Linked DNA regions of Callithrix jacchus: region 1 is linked to region 2. Evidence: chromatin contacts called from public Hi-C data. All regions are on one chromosome and are shown on one strand. Each heading gives the region's core, a stretch centred on a gene start, on an enhancer-like site or on the middle of the called end of the contact. The rest is flanking DNA. Distances are from core to core; before and after follow the strand shown. Region 1 holds the start of RCC1 (regulator of chromosome condensation 1). Region 2 holds the start of SESN2 (sestrin 2).

What was found. A called contact is a pair of places that touch in the nucleus more often than the background predicts.
Region 1: a contact with region 2 is called in a Hi-C map of skeletal muscle, with 4 times the contacts expected there. The contact joins the promoter of RCC1 here to the promoter of SESN2 in region 2. A contact is called at or near these places in 2 of 3 Hi-C or Micro-C datasets (both in skeletal muscle).

The regions. Positions count from the first base shown.
Region 1 is chr7:65,179,846-65,182,604 of calJac240_pri, forward strand. It overlaps RCC1 (regulator of chromosome condensation 1), which reads left to right and starts at 1,487. Exons shown (of 10, transcript NM_001205208.1): 1 at 1,487-1,561. It also overlaps the pseudogene LOC118143540.
Region 2 is chr7:64,929,066-64,932,020 of calJac240_pri, forward strand. It overlaps SESN2 (sestrin 2), which reads left to right and starts at 1,398. Exons shown (of 10, transcript XM_002750512.7): 1 at 1,398-1,817. The coding sequence starts at 1,728. LOC144576960 reads right to left here and starts at 1,960. Exons shown (of 3, transcript XM_078330905.1): 1 at 1,306-1,960. The coding sequence starts at 1,695.

The DNA.
Region 1 (2,759 bases), core at 237-2,736, 250 kb after region 2:
GCTCTTGTTACCCAGGCTGGAATGCAATGGCGCAATCTTGGCTCACTGCAACCTCCGCCTCCTGGGTTCAGGCAATTCTGCCTCAGCCTCCTGAGTAGCTGGGATTACAGGCACACACCACCGTGCCCAGCTAATTTTTTGTATTTTTAGTAGAGACGGGGTTTCACCATGTTGACCAGAATGGTCTCCATCTCTTGACCTCGTGATCCACCCGCCTCGGCCTCCCAAAGTGCTGGGATTACAGGCTTGAGCCACCGCGCCCGGCCCACCCTTTCTCTACTTAAAAATACAAAAATTAGTCAGGCATGGTGGCACTCATCTGTAATCCCAGCTACTTGGGAGGCTAAGCCATGAGAATTGCTTGAACCCAGGAGGTGGAGGTTGTGGTGAGCCGAGAGCATGTGATTGCACTCCAGCCTGGGCGACAGAGCAAGACTGTCTCAAAAAAAAAAAAAAAAGAAAACCCAGAATAAAGGGTCTTACAAAATAGGGAATAGTAATAATAATCCACTTATTATTATTACATGAAGCTACATGAATGCGTAAGATCTTGGAGGAAGACAGCAGAGAGAGATTAAAGATCCCAGGGTTAAAAGTTGGAGAGATTTCACTGTACATCATCCAAAAAAGGAGTCCATGATGGAGGCAGAGACACACTTGGAGAGGTAAGATACCCTGACAACATGGGGAGTGCTTTGTGGCAGGCTCTGAATAGAAGAAATTCAGCCTGGCCAACAAGGCGAAACCCCGTCTCTAATAAAAATACAAAAATTGGCTGGGCATGGTGGAGCGCACCTGTAGTCCCAGCTACTCGGGAGGCTGAGACAGGAGAATCGCTTGGACCTGGGAGGTGGAGGTTGCAGTGAGCCAAAATCGCTGCCACTGCTCCAGCCTGGGCGACACAGGAAGACTCCGTCTCAAAAAAAAAAAAAGACTGGGTGTTCATATACATGTGAGATGTGCCTCCCTCAAACCTTGTTAAGACATGGGCACATACCCACGGGGAAAAAAATCTGGTCATGCCATTCCCGTGCCCAAATCCCCATATTTCCCCACGACCTCAGGATAGAGGGAACAAGCCCTCCTAGACTTAACTTGGAAAGCCGTTTTTAAGCCCCAGGCTGAGTCACATGCCCCTGTGGGTATCCGTGTCATAGCGCTGTGTGGTTGTTGATAGATTTCTCATCCTTCTCCATGGACACCCTCTTGAGGGTAGGGAAGATGAGTATCTTTTTTCTTCTTACAGACCCTACCGCACCAGATTTTCCTAAACAGACACGAATTCAAGAAGTTTTTTGGGTTGTTACCCCGCTTGTCCCGATTTGGGGTTTCCAAAATACACACCCACTGGAACCCGGGCCAGGGGAGCCAGCCTGCCCAAGAGCTCCCCGAGCCCGGGAGCGCGCCACATGCAGATCGCGGGATGGCCGCCAGGGGCCGCCGGGCTCTTTGTTTTCCTTTCTCGCCCGGGTCGGGGCCAGAGGCCTGCAGAGCGCATGCTCTGGGGCAGTTCGGGCCGGGCGGGGAGCGCTGGAGTTCCTTGGGGCCGACGTGCAACGAGGTAGGTCTCGCTACGGACCCGCGGAGGGTCCGGGCGGAGGGTGGCGCGTGGGGCGGCCGCAGGCGAAGCACGGGCTGGTCCACGCGGGACTAGGTCGCTGCCCGCTCTAGGCCCTGTCGCGCGGCGCCGGCCCCACGTGAAGCCCGGCTGCTGGAAGGCGCGGTGCGGGCTCACGATTCCTTGGCCCCGCGGGACGCTCGGACGGCCGCTGGGCTCCGCCTCGCGGAGCCAGGGCCGCACTGCCCCTCCGCCGCCGCGCCTCTCACGCCCGCGCCGCGGCGCCCGCGCAGGCGGGAGATTCAAACGGCGCGAGCGCGGTGGTCCGGGTGCGCGCGGCCGCTCGGGCAGGGGCTGCGTCTCTTCCGCGAGGAGGGTGGTTTTGTCTGGCATGCGCTTGAAGAAGGCGGTTTGCAAAGCGGGGAGGGCGCCCTGCCCGGAAGAGGTTGGGTGGTGCTGCGGCGAGAGAAGCCCCAGCGTCGGCGGGCACCGCTGTGGACCCTTGGGAGCCGTGTGTCTCGAACTCTGCAGCAGCTCAGTCTGTCAAGCAAATTATTTGTTGGCCATCTATTCCGTGCTGTTCTTGCGGGGCTGGGGGACAGTAGTGACAAGGGCGGGCTCCCGTCGCCCTCCTTACCGAGCTCTGGGGTTCCTTGGAGAGACCTCATGTGGGTCCAAAGTTAAGGTCCAGTGTGATCAGCGAACTATGCCCTTGAGCCCGGGCGACGGACGCTACTAGGGAGTCATTCATTCATCAGATATTGACTGAACTCCTCCATCCACGTGTGACTTGTGTGCCCTAGCAGAAGTTGAGTATGTGGGATGTTATGATAATCCTCACGGGAAAGCCCACCCTGCCAAGGAGGCTCAGGTCTTTCCAGGTGAAGTGACTCTTGAACGGGGTTTTGAAGGAATAGGTTTTTCAGGCAGCTTGAGGATAGTGGGATTAGGGTGATTCAGGCAGAGGGACAACACGTGCAAAGGCATGAAGGAATAGTTATTGTGGTCAGTTACCATAGGTCTTGAGGTGACCGGAGGAGGAGAGTAGCAAGATGATACAGCAGGAGCTAGGTCACGAAGGGTCTTGTGTGCAAGGCTAAGGAACAGGGAGGGGGTGGAGGAGGCAGGGAAGGTTCCCCCCAAAAAGCGCATCAGAGTGAAACCTGGACAGATGAATTAGGAGTTCACAAGGCTCCTGTTT
Region 2 (2,955 bases), core at 148-2,647:
AGTCTGGGTAACAGATAAACCCCATCTCTAAAAAACAATACTAATAAAAAGAAAAAAGGGTCAGATAAAACATGTATATAGAGAATTACAATACAAGGTAGAATGTGGGAGGCATGGTGGCTCATGCTTGTAATCCTAGCACTCTGGGAGGCTGAAGTGAGAGATTGGCTTGAGCTCAGGAGTTTGAGACCAGCCTGGGCAACATAGTGAGACCCTATCTCTACTTAAAAAAAAATAAACAAGGTAGAATATGATACATGTTAAAAGAGATCCAGCTCAAGTGCCTTGGGAGCTTAGGGGAGGGTGAGATTAATTTCCTTCTCCCAAGACGCTGGAGGCAGGAGACAAAGTCGGTTTCATCTTTGGAATTGTAAGCCTAGACTCAGAAGTCTCAAGAGGGGGACATTGGGGGTCTTCTCCACGGTCACCCCTGCCAGGATTCCCTGTCTAGAATAAACAATAACTTTAAGGAGGTCTGAAGGAAAACTGTGAAGGAAGAGGCTCCGTTTGAAGTGAGTAGAAAATGAATTTAGCTTTGAGGTGCTGAGGTGTTGGTAGAGGCAACTTTCTGGCAAAAGGAGAGTTGAAGGCCAGGAAGTGGATGAGATCAGGGAGAATGTCTGGAGGGAAGAGGGATAAAAACAGAAACTGGGGAAGCACCCACGTTTTAGGGAGTGGGTGGTGAAAGAGTAGTCAGAGAAGGAGTGGCCAGAGGGAGATGTGAGAATAGATCCAGCAGAACACCTTGTTACAAAGTTTCGAGGAGGCTGGCAGGGGTGGAAGCCAAGACTGGTAGCAGAAGGAAGAAAACTTTCAGCAATAGGGATTGAGGTTTTCAAGGAATGAAGGCTTTTCCTGAGACTCCACAAATAATGTGAATTACCTGTGTCTGTCACCTTTGGAGCTTCCCCGAGGCTAGTGGGGAGCAGGGTTGTACCCTCTAAATATCTGGGGTTCAGTTATATAATTAGCAACACCGGATAGGACAGGAGCCAAACCTCTGCTAACCCTAACCAGTCCCTCCAGGAACTGAAAAGATGAAGAATTCATTTAGGAGAGATTTCACACTCGGCTGTCTGTCCTAGCCCAGTGAAGTCTCTTTTCACCACGCAACCCAAATGACTCTTCAGGCTGTCACTGTCGTCTGGTATTGCCAGCGATCTGACTAAACCGTCTTGCAAAAGTTTGCAGCATTCGCCCGAGGCGGACTACAACTCCCAGAGTTCCGGGCGTTCCCCGGTGCTGATTGGCGAAGCCATTGACTCCAGGGGGCGGAGTCTTTCCCGCCTCCCCAGGGAAACAGACCTCTGATTGGCTGGGCCGCGGGGCTTTTGTGTCCCCGCCCTCCCCCGGGGACCGCAGCGGGCTGAGCTGCTGGGGTCTAGAGCCCGGCGAGCACTGGCAGTTCCGCGGCGGGGATGCTGAGGAGCGCTGAGTCCGCGAGCAGCCCTGGCCCCTGTGGACTTCCGAGGCCGTGAAAACCCCTGTGCCGCGGCCCTTCCCAGGCCCCCGAGGCCGTTCGCCGTTCTCGAAACCCGACTGGGGGAAGAGTCCAGCACCACAGCGGCCGTTCTCGGATTCCGGAGCGTTCTGTAGCCCCGAGAGACGCCCCAGGATTCTAGAAGCTCCCCGGTGGCGCCCAGTCCCCGCTCCCTTAGGGCGCCCGTCCGAAACCCGCTGGGGTGCACGGGTCATCGGCTAGCCACGGCCGGGTACTGGCGCGCACCATGATCGTGGCTGACTCCGAGTGCCGCGCGGAGCTCAAGGGCTACCTGCAGTTCGCCCCGGGCGGCGTCGGCGGCTCGGGCCCCGGAGAGGTAAGCGGCGGCCGCGCGACGCCCCTCTTCCCTGGAACGCTGACCCGCGTCTGAGCCGCAGGCTGTCCGGAGCTGAGTCGGTGCGCTCCGGGCTCGCGGAGGGAAAGCCGAGCGTGTAACCCGGGACCGGGGTTGCATCAACTGGCAGCCGCGGCCCTCGGCACCCCTCCCCCTCCCCTTCCCCTCCTCTCCCCTCCCCCCTCCCCGGGGCAGCGGAGCCCTCCTCGGCTCCCTCCTACTCCTGGCCAATGAGGGAGAAGCCTTCTCGAGGCTCGCTGGGCTTTGGGCTCCTGAGCGTCTTCAAGTCCGGGCAAATCCCGACCGGAGCGGCCCGACCACTCCTCCTCCCCGCCCCCTTCCGCGGAGTCCCTTCCTCTTCTCGGGAGCCGGCGGGCTGAGGACCCTTTCTGGGGTGCGTCCCGGCTCCTGTCCCCTAGCGCCGGGACTGGCCAGCGAAAGTCGACCTCATCCCCTGCCCCCCGCACCCCTGCTTTGGAGGGAGGGCGCGGGGGCTCTGGGGGCTTGGCGGGCCGCCCAGTACGCGGCGGCGGCAGCCAAAGGTGGAGAGAGAAGGGACAATCCCGGTCGCGGCTCCCGAAGCGAAGCGCGGGTTAGGCTGCGCTCTGCTAAGTAAGTGGTCTGAGGCCCCAGAAGTTTGTTTTCCAGAAATTCCTCCCCGTCCTCTCTTCGCGCCGTCCCCACACCCCCTCGCCGCACCCCAGCATAGCCCGGAGGGACTCTGCAGGGAGACCCGGAGTTAGGCTGGACCTAACCATACTGACTGTTCGCACTCCACCACCAGCAGCAGCGATGATGGACATCTTATCATTTATTATGCATCTACTAGATACCAGGCTCTAAGGTTTTTTCGCCTTTAACCTGAGTTCTCAGGACTAAACCAGTAAAATACAACCTACGTTATAGCCCCATTTTACGGGATGAGACCATTGAGGCCCACGATGGGCTTAGAGAGAGGCTTTATTCATTAACTCCACTGAATAGCAGCATTCTTTGACCTTATAATTTCGGAGATTGCTTGGCACTAGGAGCTTCTCGTTGCTTTAGTTTACAGGCCTGGAGTGCGGTGGAGGTTGTATTCTGGACGTGGGATTTGGTGGAGTGCTGTGTGACCCCAGGG